Linked DNA regions of Mus musculus: region 1 is linked to region 2. Evidence: chromatin contacts called from public Hi-C data. All regions are on one chromosome and are shown on one strand. Each heading gives the region's core, a stretch centred on a gene start, on an enhancer-like site or on the middle of the called end of the contact. The rest is flanking DNA. Distances are from core to core; before and after follow the strand shown. Region 1 overlaps Gm34199 (a long non-coding RNA gene). Region 2 has its middle 41 kb from the start of Gm41231.

What was found. Hi-C and Micro-C count contacts between places; a contact is called where the count stands out from the background.
Region 1: a Hi-C map of liver shows a contact between it and region 2, with 5 times the contacts expected there. The contact joins two enhancer-like sites. A contact is called at or near these places in 2 of 39 promoter capture datasets (both in liver), 7 of 484 Hi-C or Micro-C datasets (embryonic stem cells and liver) and 3 of 115 datasets of contacts at active chromatin or transcription factors (embryonic stem cells and liver).

Annotation. Positions count from the first base shown.
Region 1 is chr14:100,454,692-100,461,581 of GRCm38.p6, forward strand. It overlaps Gm34199 (a long non-coding RNA gene), which reads left to right. Exons shown (of 6, transcript XR_003951137.1): 4 at 1,124-1,316; 5 at 2,496-2,691. Among named protein-coding and RNA genes, the nearest start is that of Gm26367, 40 kb to the left of the region's middle. Within about 2 kb of position 5,175, at least 157 of the 459 cell types and tissues checked have an H3K27ac peak or open chromatin away from gene starts, as enhancers often do. A contact at or near this core is called in liver, where this site is marked.
Region 2 is chr14:100,322,861-100,329,758 of GRCm38.p6, forward strand. No RefSeq gene overlaps it. Among named protein-coding and RNA genes, the nearest start is that of Gm41231, 41 kb to the left of the region's middle. Within about 2 kb of position 1,596, at least 5 of the 459 cell types and tissues checked have an H3K27ac peak or open chromatin away from gene starts, as enhancers often do. A contact at or near this core is called in liver, where this site is marked.

The sequences.
Region 1 (6,890 bases), core at 3,925-6,424, 140 kb after region 2:
GGCTGGAATGCAGGGTACTTGGGTTGTAGCTGAATTCAACTATGTTATACGCTACTACTGTCAGCACTGTCTGCTCCCATGTCTCTATCTCCATAACTGGTAAAATGGATAAGGAGCTAGAAGTGGTGTTTAATGGTAGAACAGTTGCCCAATATTCATGAGGAATTGGTTTATCCCAACTACCTCAAAACATTAAAAGTTCTGTCTATGATCTTGTATGATCTTTATTTAAAAGTAAATATCTCTACTTTTCATTTGATTTTTTTATTTTAATATTTTTATTTTAGTGATTGTCTTGTTGAGTATATGTGTATGAATGCATATACCATGGCCCAGTCCTGGTCTTAATTCCTTCAACCATATGGACCCTGGGCATCAACTCAGGTTGTCAGGTTAGTGGTGTTGTGCTTTACAAAAAGAAAAGAGAAGCCAGAGATATGTTTGGTGGAGGCTCAGGATGGGGGAAAGGGTGCCTCTGCGGGCCCATGCTGAGGCATCCCTTCCCCCTGAGGGACCAGCCATGAGAAAGTGAGAGAGAGAGAGAGAGAGAGAGAGAGAGAGAGAGAGAGAGACAGAGAGAGAGAGAGACAGAGAGAGACAGAGAGACAGAGAGACAGAGAGACAGAGAGACAGAGAGTAGAGGATTAGAGGCCTGCCATGAGCACGTGAAGAGAGAGGGGGCGGGGAATGGGAAGAGAGGGGGAAGAGGCTAAGGGCCAAGAGTAAAAGAAGAGAGCAAGTGAGTGAGGAGGGGGCAAGCAGCCTCTTTTATAGTGGTTGCTGCTAGGTAACTGTGGGGCGGAGCCTAGACAATGTGAACAAGGGGTTGACTCCTTTCCGCTCCTGTTGATTTGTCTCCTCAGCTTTAGCTTCACGTTTTATGTTCTCAGCTCACCAAGCTTGCATAGACCCTGGAATCCCACCATTATGCCTAATGCCAGATAAAAGTAGAGGTTCAGCAAATCTTTTATATAAACACAGAAACAATCTTGGCTATAATGTTCCTCAAAAGTTATCATTCAGGAGCTCTTGGACAAGCCTCCATTCTTGAAGAATAAACATGAGATGCTGTTTGTAGAACACAGGATGCCTCGGATGCTTACAAAGTTGTCTCATTCTCCAGGTGATCCTTTTCGAAACGCAGAGCCCAGATCACATGGAAGGCAACTAGAGCAGCATATATAGAGGCTTCCTGGACTCTCACTCTCGCTTGGCTGGGCCCTGTGGCTCCTGATTCATTCCTCCCCTAGGGAGAGGCACAGTAATCCTGAAGACTGTAGAAGATAGCAGCTTTGAGGATGAGGGTGATTCTTGAGGTAGGAGCATCATTGGAGGAAGTACAGAAAAGGGGTTTCTGCACAGCTCCCCTGTTCTCAGATCTCAAATGTACTTGGAAGCCCTTAGAGTATAACTAGAATATGTCATAGACTTATGATGATATTGTGATTTAGTCAACATCCCCTATTCCATTTGACAGTAGAAATATATTTATTTTCACTCATTGAATACGGTCTTTTGGGTAGGTCTGTGCTTTCTGAAATGAGAGTCAATAAATTCCAAGGGCACAACCATGAGATTAGAGGGTTATGCACATTTCTCTCGACTCACATAATTTCTCTCTATATGGCAAAGTACAAGGAGTTCCATATAATTCATGGGGCTCACGGTTTTTCTTGTGGGAATGTAAAATTTACTTGAACCACTTACTTTTTAAGAGATGAAATGGATATAGTTAGACCTACCTGGTGTGTTTTTTGTCTTTGTTTTTATTTTTATTTTTTTTACTCTGTGGAAAGTTGGCTTCCTGTTAATTGCATGCACGGTCTCAAAGCTCTTTACAGAATCTTTCATAAGTGATATTAATAGTAATGGTAGATTTTTTATTAATAATGCATAATAACAATAGCTCTCATTAAAACAACATCAGTTAAGTGATTAGAGAAATGGTTGGAGTTGTGGTTAGAGAATGGGCCTGCAGACATCAGTCCTGCTGAAGTCATTTATTTTTTCCTTATCAAATAGAGACAACTATAATGAGCGATTAAAAGCTTAATAAAATTCTGCCCTAATTGCATAACTGCAGACTGGGGGTTTTGTTTGTGGGAATGTCCTTGGTGGTATCTTATGATGAGGTTTCCCCAGGAGAAAGAACAGAAAACAAAGCATCCTTTGCAAGTGCTCTTAAGTGAGTCATGGTTTTCTCATTGCTTCCTGTACTACAGTTACCATCAGGAGTGGAAAGGAGCAGGTGTCTGGCTTTCAGTCCCAGCTTTGTTATACACTTCCAGCTGACCATATAACAATGGCTTTGACGCTTGGCTTCTTAACCGTTGTCAGTCAAGGATTCCATTGACTTAGTAGATAATTTCACTAACCAGTGTTCTACCAGGTGCCCTCTGAGCGCACCCTGCACCCTGGCCATTTCCACCTTTGTCCAGAGGCTCTCATTTCCTGGGTTTTTACTCTGCCTCTCTTCTGCTTCTGCATCTTCACAGGCACAGGAAGGCCACCTATGGCCATACAAGCTTAGAATCCTGCCACTCCAACTACTTCTCTGCCAGCTCTTTCTACTCGCCCCCAGACAACCAAGGATAAGCAAGATGAATGAGCTCATCTTAAGAAGCTGAATGCTGGGGAAGCCAGGCCAGCTCTTGATGCTTCCTTTCCGGTTCCTTTCCACGCTATATACAAGTATGTCCTAAAGTAGGAATGAAGCAATGTCTTCAGTATGGATGTTAAACCTCTACAATGATCAATGCAAGGTAGAGGGCCACTATGTGCAACAATGTAAGAAAAGTCTGGTAGAAAGTCTACTGAAGTCATGATGAAAATGGTAAACACTGGACTCTCAGGAAGACAAAGCAAAGTTGAGAGCAGTAAAAGTATTCAGGGAGTCTTCTGAAGATCTAAACCTTAACTCTTAGGGAAGAAAGTGTGTGTGTGTGTGTGTGTGTGTGTGTGTGTGTGTATGTGTGTGTGTGTGTGTTTGAGTGTGTGTGTGTGTGAGATAGAGAGAGAGAGAGAGAGAGAAAAGTGTGTATGTGTGTAATATTTATAACTTATATGTATATGTGTTATATATGTTTATACATATAGTCACATTTTCTAGATGTATAACTTAGAAAGTTAATAATATCAACACAGTTTTCTAAAAAGTGAAATTCAGACTTCATATAGCTTTGTCAAAAAAAAGAAGTATTAAGCAATGATAAAATATGAGCTGACTTAATTTATACTGAGGCTCTCAGGAAATTTGTAGTTTCTGAGTGCGATCTTAACCCCGACAAAGTCAGCATCTATGTGTTTAGGCAGGAGGCTGACCTAGTCTGGAAGCATCAGAATAAATAATACCTCATTGTATTTGCTTTGGCTTGCCATGAGTATTTCCCCACTCCTGGACTCCATGAACTTTGCTGAGTTTTCTATTCCTGACTTCTGGTATTTGGAATGGAGACTCATAAATGGAGATAAGAGCCTTGAAATTATGGTCCAGAATCTCTTCCTCTGCAGGCAAGCTTTAGCTTTCATTTCTAATTTCCCTTAGAAGGAGAACACACATATTGTCTCTCAAAATTATTTGAAAGGAAGCTTCATTAATCACTACGTGGCCACTTCTTAGCCTTAGTCCCAAAGGTCTGGTAAGCTTTAAATCCCTAGTGACACCTGCTGGGCAGACCTCTGCTCCTGCTGCACCCTTCCCTCAACCTGCCTCTTCCACACAAAACTGCTGGCCAGGAGGTGGGGGGCCCATTGCTGCCTCCTCAGTGTCCAGCCAGTCTGCTCTCATGCAGGTGACCCTCGCCCGTGTAGCCTATTCTCACGGTTCCTGAGTTCCTCTGCCTAGGCCCCAGGAATCAAACAAGAAGCTACCAAAGCAAGGCATGGAAAAGAGTGCTGGGGTGAGAAGGGAGGGAGAAGGAGAGGGAGAGGGAGAAAGGGAAAGGAGGCAGAGACACTGACAGAGAAATGGAAAGACAGAGAGAGACAGAGAAAATTTCAACATTCGGCAACCCCCCCCCCCCCCCAGCCCTAAGTTACTAAACTGCTTCTTTGTCTGTAAACTCTGGGGTGAACGATGCCATTCAGCCGTATGTTTTGTTCAAGCACAAACCAAATTATGCTATACTTGCGTATATCTGAACATATTGGTTTATCTTACATAGAGTTTAATTGATGCAAACTTGAACTTCAGTGTGTTAGATTTTCAGGGAAAACACCATCCTGCAATTCAGAGCGTTATGTTTTTCTTTGAACAAAGAGGAAAAAAAAAAAAGGAAAAAGGCAATTAAAACCCTGCTTTCTTTACTTCATCCACACTCTCCAACCACTACAGAAATCCTGTTTAACCTCTTGGAGTGTGACCTCTTCTGTCCTTTCCTGTCCAATGGCAAAATTTCCCTCTGAGCCAACATCTGCATCCTTGGACAGATGTACTTGTGTGCAAAGTCCATGTTAGCTGATCAAGCGTGGCTTTGTTTGCACTTATTCATTGCTCACCCAGCACTGTGTAAGTGGTTTTGCATATTAACTAAGTGCACAGTAACCTTTCTTTACCTCCTTAGAGCTCCACCCCCTCCCACCCGCCGGGGGAAATCAACACTGTTACTCGCCTAGGAAGCTGCCAAGAGGTTGTCATGGCAACCGTTCAGCTTTCAGCAGCTACTTTTCTGGTTTGAAGGGGAGGGGAGAGGAGAGGGGAAAAAAAGCACCATCCACCCAACACACTGAGGAGAACTAGGCAGTTTTCTGATCAGAGTTCAGATAAAGAAAGTCACAGTAATTTGTGGCCACTGACTAAAATAACCCCGGGGATGGGAGAGTTACCACATAAGAAGCAAACTAAAAAGGTAAGCGCAAGAAAAAGGCAGTAATTAAGTTATTCGGTGGTGGTCACAATATGAAGTATTTCGGATTTTGTCAGCCCATGTCATCTAAGATGTTATCTCATGAGTCTTTTTTTTTTCATCCCGAGCCAAACAAAGATGATTTTTTTTATGGGATTCCAAACGTCAGGGAGGCAGCGCAGGAGGGTAAGCCAGCCCCAGAGGGGGATGCTCACATCTGAAAGTCATTTCCCCAAAACTTCATTTAACCCAGGAACAATGCGGCTCTCAGGCACCAGGAGCTGGAACCAGGTGCAGTGCCAGGTCAAAAGGCAGCCTCCGGAGCTCCTCTCAGTGGGGGTGGCTGGCTAGGTGTGCCCAGAAATGGTCTGATTTCAAAGGAAGGTCTGGGTAGGGCTAGACAGGAAAGGGGCAGAGTCAAGAAATGAAAGTTAAGAAACCTAATGCCCGTGGGTATAGAGGCACCCAAAGCTCTGCTAATCTGTCTAGACTCCTGTATTGTCAGAAGAAAGTAGCTCAACATGACTCTTGGTGGCAGTGAGCTGCAGGGTGTGGCAGGAAGGGGCTCTGAGCACTAGAGTGGAAGGACTTGGAACCTGTGTCGCATCCTTTTTGTTCCCCTGTCTGGCTGTCTGATTGTCCGCCTGTCTGTCCATCTGTCCATCTGTCTGTCTGTAGCACCTACTTTCCACTGGCCAACAAATTTCCCAGCATCCTCAGTATTCAACCTTCTATATTATTGAGCCCCTTTAAGAAACAACATAGGAACACGTTTTGCCGTAGTCGTCAGCACACAAGCTACTTTCTGAATCTTGGATGTGTTCTTCAGAACCCAGCCGCAGCTACAGCATCCAGATACATTTAAAGGAGCTAATAATAACATGGAAACAAAATAAAATAAAATAAATTGAATAAAAGAAAATAAACATAGATGGGGCTGGGTTGTGAGTAAATAAAAATATACCCCAACCACCAGTGCTGTTTCTAACACGTGTTTTCTTTAATATTTTACTCGATTTTTATTATCTTTTTTTAATGAGTCTTCATGGACTGTACTCTCGGGTTCCAGCACCGGTTAAAGGAGGTATCCTTCAGTACCGCTGTAAGGTTATCATCCCTTTCACTAAATGATGGTAGGGAACTTTTGGCATGAGCCAACTTGTGCTCTGACCTGAAATCCAACTCCCTTTGCCAAACTTCCTGTCTCTGTGGTGTTGCTCACTTGCATTTCGGATTTGACTTTGACAAGCAGAGAAGAGTTGAGGGTAAGGAAAGAGGTGGTGGGCAAGGCCGTGAAAGAGATGTCTATAAACACTGAAGACATACCATGGCTGAAGCCAATATTCTTCAAGGTGGAGTTCAGAAGTACATGATGACAGACCTTCAAAGATCACAAGGAACAAGAAGACAGGAGTGTGATGAGGCCCAAATAAAAAGGACCAGGACCTATAACCATTTATTCTGGCCAAACTGCAAAGTTCTTGAGACTAAGAAGGGCCACTGATAAGATCAAGAACCTTGCCTTGATGCTGGACTTTTTTCCTGCAAAGCTGAGGGAAAGTTCTAAGAGCGAAAGGCAGAGCAGAGCCTCCCCTATGTCACGAATGTAGCTAGAGGCCCCGGCTTACATAACTGTCACAGGATACAGAATGACAGTCCCTCAGCCTACAGTAAATGTGATTAAATTATCTCATCAGACCCGTTCTCCTGAGGATTTCTACAATTTCAGAAAACCATCTGTTAATGTGACCTGTCTGCTAGACCCCCACACAGCGCAGGACAGAGACATTTGTATTCAAAGACATTGCTCCCTCCAGTGATCCGTTGGAGGCCTACCAAGTTTAGTCTCTGCAGCCAGTTGAGGACAGGAATGAGACATGGGGAAATAACAGGGCAGGAACGAGATCGAGCAAAGAGAAAATTCAGAAATTTGTTGTAACTCAGGCACAGATTCCTTCAGCTGACCTGATCTAATTCCAGCAGCGGCTCTCTCTGAAGCCCTGCCACAGCTGAATTTATTTTTATTTTGCCTGCTCAGAGGCAGTG
Region 2 (6,898 bases), core at 346-2,845:
CCATAGTTTCTTTTTTCATCAAACTAGCCCTACATATTGATTCCTTTCTCTGCTCTCTTTGGATCTTTGTTTTGTCCTTTAATAAATTCCAATCTCTACTTCCACGTTCTGACACTCTGACTTTGAACATTGTTTATTCTTTTCCCTCTGTTTTCCTTTTTATCTGGCCTCTGACTTCACATAGAAGTTCTCCAGCAAAGAGTGCTCCTGACTGTGGCTGACTGTTTGTCTGTAACCCCAATATGTCCCATGGAAATGAGGCAACCCTGGGGACATCTGGTATACCTTGTTTACAAAGGGTCAGTAGGAGAGGACAAAAGCTTAGAGCAGTGCTTCTCAATCTGTGGGTTGCCACCCTTTAGGGTTCACATATCAGACATCTTGCATGTACTATATTTACATTATTATTCATAAAAGTAGCAAAATTACAGTTATGAAGTAGCAACAAAATAATTTTCTGGTTGGGGGTGTTACCACAACATGAGGAACTGTAATAAATGGTCTCAGCATGAGGAAAGTTGAAAACCACTGGCCTAGAGGTTTGGTGTTAGGTGCATGGAGACCTGCTTAAGGTTGAGAGGAAACATTTCCCTTTTTCGGATTCTGTTTGTAACTAGAGTTATGACAATAAAGAAAATGTATTAAAATCTTTCAGTTTGTAAAATGACATACTTCTTGATCTCCTGTTTCTTCTCACTTGACCATATCATGGTTGATGGTATTCAAAGTGAAAGTTACAAAATTTAGTGAGTCTGAGACATATGAAGTGCCAAAGTCCACCTGAGAGTCAAGAACGCATTCCTCAAAAAGAAACTCATATTAATCAAACTAGCTAAACTATATCAGTTACTATGACTTTATTCTTAATCTCATTTGTAATTTAATCCTTGGTTGAATTTTCCCTTCCACTGTGCCTCATTGCTTCTGGCATTTGTATCAAAAGGGTTTAACAAACCTTTCCTTATTATTATTAAAATATCAATGTCATTTAAAGTGGGTACAAATAGGGTATTCGTCAATTTATACTTCAGTTTTTGGAAACATAAATGGATTCAAGATACTCAGTGAGGAATTCATTTTGTGATTTATTTTCAGAGGTTATCATAACCATGTTTTAAATCAAATACGTGAAAATAGAAGTATTTTAGGCAGAAAGTGATTGGTGGATGAATGTCAGGTCCCAAGCATGCTAGGCAAGTCATATTCCCAGCTCTCCAAGTCTATTTTTAAAAACTACTGAAATTAAACAAATTCTAAATTTGATAGCAGAGGTTATACCAAAAGCAAACTGGATCCCTCTGTAAAAAGGACAACATTTTTTCCTTTTTTATTAAATGAACTGGCTTTCAGCCTGTGAGTTTTTACATGTCTTTATGAAATAACATATCAAGACAGGAATAGTAGCTGGGCCATCTCTGGCTATTGTAAGTAATGCTCAGAGTTCCCTGTGTATTGTTCTTCTCACAGGTTGCCCAACACGGACAGCTTTTGTAGAGGGCAGTGTTTTAGCTGCTGTGTTTCTGTCCTCTCTGAGACCTGACTGAACTTGTGTTTTGAGTTTATCATCTGCCTAGGCTACAGTTTTCTTTGACCCAGGCTGTGGGGGTGGTTAGTGCTGGCCGGTACTTCTGTACACTTAAGAGTTTTACCTTCTATCTGGTCCTCCTACTGACCTAAATGCAACAGCTTACGAAATAGTTCAATGGTGACATTCAGCAAAGAAATCACATATTTGTCCGGGAAAAGATCAAAGCTCTCTTCATATCTGACCTCGCTCGGGCTGAAAAGACTGGGTTATGTCACCAAATGGTCTCTATAAGACCTGCGTTTTCCCAAAACCTTCACTGGCAGTTTAAAGTAAAGTGTGTTAACAATTATCATAGCTAATGATGAAGAATCAGCAAACTAGGAGGTGGCCAGAGTGCTTGTTTTTTTGAGAAAAATCACCTGGAAATGGTTTACCAACCTGGAAAAGCAATTGTGATCCAAAGAAACCTAGAAGATAGCCAGAGGCTTCTGGGATGTATCAAAGAAAAGAATCTGTGCGTTCACAGTAGAGCTTCTTATGTGAAAGTGTTAGGGGTTGAAACTAACAGTCCTGCAGTGGGGTAGCTGCTGTGCATTTATGGGCTAAAACGTAGTACAGACCAATCACTGCTGGAAACAGCCATGCCTTTGGGTGGTTTACTCATCTTTTGGTAGTTCTGTAAAATAAATTCTGGAAGGCTTTGTGGATTATTCTGGGTAAATGTTTAGAATTGGAGACTGCGCAATAAAACCAATGCTCTCCACTAACTCAAGTTATGATCCAAAGTGTTACTAAGGAAAAATAAGATTGAAGAAAATATTTTAATAGACACTGATTTGACTTTCAATGGCACTGTAGCATTTGAATGTGAAGTTTACACTATTTGTAGCTGGAGGAATATAATTATTATCAGCTGGTCTTTTGAACCTACAATATGTCTGACATTGCCAAAGGCACTTTACATATGTCCTCTAGTTCATGAAGACACTTCGTTGTGGTTCTATAGATGAACTCATTAGTTCATGAAGATGTTATATAATTTGATCCACGCATAGTGGTGCATGTCTGTAATCCCAGCACAAGTTAAAAGATAGACAGAAAGCTTGAGATAGACAGAAGGTTTCATCCTTTCCAAGTCATCTGGGCTACACATGAGATATGACCTCCAGAAAACAACAATAAAATTAAATAAGTCATCTAAGAACCCATGGTTAATATGAGGCAGGACTGGAATTCTAATCCTGATTTATCTTTTTTAATTGAAAGGTAAGAATGAGTACACAGCAGCTGTGAGGATCACAGGAGATGACAAATATGAAAATCCTCTATCCTTAAAAGTGCTGTCATTATGTGGTTGGCAGGCTACATGGTAAGCTACCAGTCTTTGTCCTTAAACAGCATCTTAGAGGACTGAAGAACAGTCTTCACACATGTTATCAGTAGACTGTGTAAATGAAGTAAAAGACAAGGAGACACTGACAGGAATATGCCAGTGGACCACTGAGTGAGTTGCAATGTCAAAACAAAAGATGGTGTTGAACTGTGCCAAGGAGGAAGGGACACAGTGAATATGACGGCTGTCTGGAGGGTGAGAAAGTCACTTGGGTAAAGTCAGCTTGCTTCAACTCCAGGTTTGCGAATTATTTTTACAGAGAACCAGATGTGTCATACTGCCTAAGGGGTCAACAGCTGTACATTCTTCATCCCACCTTTATGAGAGTCAAATTGTTTAAAAGAAAACATATTTTGGTGGTTTTGTTTTTCTAGAAAGCAATTGTCAGATCCATTGTTGCAGAGCTCTTTATCAATCCTCATATGATACGTAGTTCTTTTACATGCACATTTTATAGCTAAAGCTTCTACACTGCAGAGACCTTGATATGAACGATGATCTCCCAAATCCCTTCTAAAAATGAAATTATGCTCTATATGATCTTCCCCAAAGGACAGGAAAGCAAATAGTGTGTCACAGAGAGGCTTTCTCCTGAAGATGTTAAAATACTAAATCTATCTTGTTTCAGCCAGAGTGTCTGAAAATATATGCAATTAGATGTATATGTTAGTTTTTATCCTGTAAGAGTTTTCTCCTGTTTATAATTTCTACTGAAGCTATTAAAAACAATGGTTTGCAATGAATAAAGCTTTTAATATATTTACTATACGAGCCTCTGAGTTGTGTGTTGTAAGCTTAGAAGGTCTGAATTTCTTTGGGAAGTCCAGAAATGATAAATATTGTCATGTAACTTAAATTCACCACCATATATATTCAACCCTATTTTGCCTTCATGCTCTGGCTCCAGAAACTTCAAATTATAATGTGTTGAAGAATGTATCCAATGTTCTTGTTTGCTTTTGGTTACTGTAAGCAACACCAGGACCCAAAGGAATTCGTAGGGAAGTGAAGATTTATTTACTTATATTTCTATGGCACAGGTGTGACGAGTTGGCAAGAAAGAATGACTGTTGCAGCCATCAAACTGTATAGTTGACACACTTTCCTCTTTGCTTCATTCTGGTTTTCTATTTTTGTCTCATATGCCTTTTTTGTGCCCATATTAATTTTATAGGTAATTTTATGTGTATTTAATATTATACTGCATATTATTATTATCCCAGTTTGTTTAGATGTTCAAAATCAGATACTATGAGAAGATAAATAAATGACTGAAATATTTGGCTGTGCTTGCTTGAAGTTTAGAAAGAAGTGAAACTATATGAACTCAAGTGAATCAGGGCACTGTCACTTGCCTTTAGTCTCAGTTACTAGGGAGGCTAGGCACGAAGACTATGATTGCTATGTAAGCCCATGCCATTTGGTGAGATCCTGTCACAATGATGATGTGAGTGGGAGAAGTATATCAGTGGTTCTGGGATAAATCTCTAGATCTAGAGGTGGAAGAGATCTTAAGTAATAAACCAAAATCTTTACTTCAAGTCTTGATTGCAAAACCCATGTCATTTCTAGAACCTTCCATATCGAGAATAAAATGAGCAAATTGTTTATCAAATTAATGTCTTGCCTTAGGAGTGATAATGTCAGAGCTTGGGTGAATCTATGCTGTTTCCCCTACAGTCTTCTTATGGTCCTTAAAGAAAAAGAAATGCAGGATTGCTCTTGGCATTTCCAGATGTCCCAAACATCTGTCCAGGAGATTGGCCTTGGAAAGTGAGGCATGCTAGGCGGGTTAAGTGATAGAGGGGACCTTGAAACATGAAGGAGCCTGATGTACCAATTGCCTCCCAACTCCTTCCAGATGAGAGAAAAAAATTGCTTCTTTCCAAGCAGTCCTTTCGTCTCAGCCTGGTGAGATACTGCGGCAGCTGCCACCCGGTTCTCCCTGCAGCTCAGCATGAATTTTTCTCTTTGTTGGAAACATGATATAAAAAGTCAATGCATTATTTATAGTAGTTATTTTCATCATTACATATTCACAATAATTGAAAGGTGGGAGCAGAATATAAAAGAATAGAAAGGGAGGAAATGATCTGCAATGACTTCGGAACCATTCAGAGGAAATGCTCAGTTGCTAAAAAAAAAAAAATCCAACAAACAAACAAATAAAAAACCAAACCCCCAAACAAACACTGATTCTAAAATACTGTGTAAGCCACCCACATCTGCAAGTCTCTATTTCTGCTTCTATTTATCCAACCAAAGCAATAGTTGTTGTATAATAGAACCAGAAGGTAAATTCTCAACCCCTTCTATGTTGTGGGACTTGCACTTAGAGTGAGTCTGCCTTCAGATGGTTAACCTGACAACCTATGGAGGTCAAGATAGTAGTTTCTCTGGCATGATCATTGTCCACATCATTACCAAGCATATGTTGTTGACACTAGTTAGCAAATATGTGGCCTCAGTTGCACACAGAATTGATTGACACAATGTATATGGATTAATCTAAACATATTCATGAAACAGACTCACACAAAAATTTTATCTAGTGACATGTGTTCTTAATTCATTTACATATATACAAATATATATAATATATACATATATATTTGTACATTTATAAATCACAAGCACACACACATATATATGTATACACACACACACACACACACACACACACACACACACACACACATATATATATATATATATATATATATATATATATATATATATATATATATATATCAGATATTAAAAGCACACCTTATTTTCTAAGAAAAGATACTAACCATTAGATTGCCTATGTACAATATCTTGCATTTAGGTTGCAAAATCTTTCTTAATATTAGTCAAGTGGGTGTGGAGAAACCCTGCTGATTAAGTCTACCATTGTCCAGATAGTTTTCTGAGCTTGGTGCAAAACGGGGGACTCCCTCGTCCAGCAGGGTTTCTACTCCTTTGACCTTGCCTAGGAAGCTGGAAACCCGGACACACACACACCTCTACCTGAGGAATGTCACATAGCCTTGATTAGATTACAGGTTCAGCTTCCTTTCTTCTGATAAGAACTGGTTCAGCAAGCACTTGAGATCCCTGGAATGCCTCCCTATGCTAATGAGACATCCTAGGACCTTAGCCTTCAGCCAATGACCTCTGCCCACCCTGGATATTCCAATCCTCCTTCCACAAAACTGTACAACCCCTGACTCATCCCAAATAAAGTTTATCTGCCTTGACAAAGCTGATCCCGGAAGGTGCTGTCATTTTTGTTCATACTCATGGGCTGTTGTAAACCTTGCTAATTGACTCTGCTCCCTTTGAACTCCGGGCCAATGGCCAACAACCCCGAGGAGAAGGGAGAGCCATAAGAGAGTACAATGGTTTGAAAGTGCTCCCCAAATTTGATATATTGGAAACTCAGTTTCTTAATCCCTAATAAAACTTAATACTCCATGGGGAACTGTGTGTGTGTGTGTGTGTGTGTGTGTGTGTGTGTGTGTGTGTGTGTGTGTGTGTGTGTGTGTTTCTGTATGTGAAAATCTACGGGGAAAATAAAAAGAACAGGTGTCTTTCTCTATTGCACAATGCCCTGAGACAAGATGTCTAACCAAGTTGGAAGCTCTCCATTTCATCATAATAGCTTCCAAATCTCCAAAAGTGTAAGAAATATTATATATTACTTAATCTGTAGTATTGTATCATAGAAATTCAAGATAGACTAGGACAGAGACTTTTTAATTAAAAGTAACATACCACAAGACTCAAATGCCATAACTAGTAATCAAAATGGATCATTGTTCATAGTAAGAAAAAATCTAGAGGTTCTTATTAGATGACTCTAATGTAGTTAGCTAATATCTTAAAGTTATAGCTACAGCCCAAGTTTGTTCTCTCTCTCCCTCTCTCCCTCTCTCTCTCTCTCTCTCTCTCTCTCTCTCTCTCTCTCTCTCTCTCTCTCTCTCTCTCTCTCT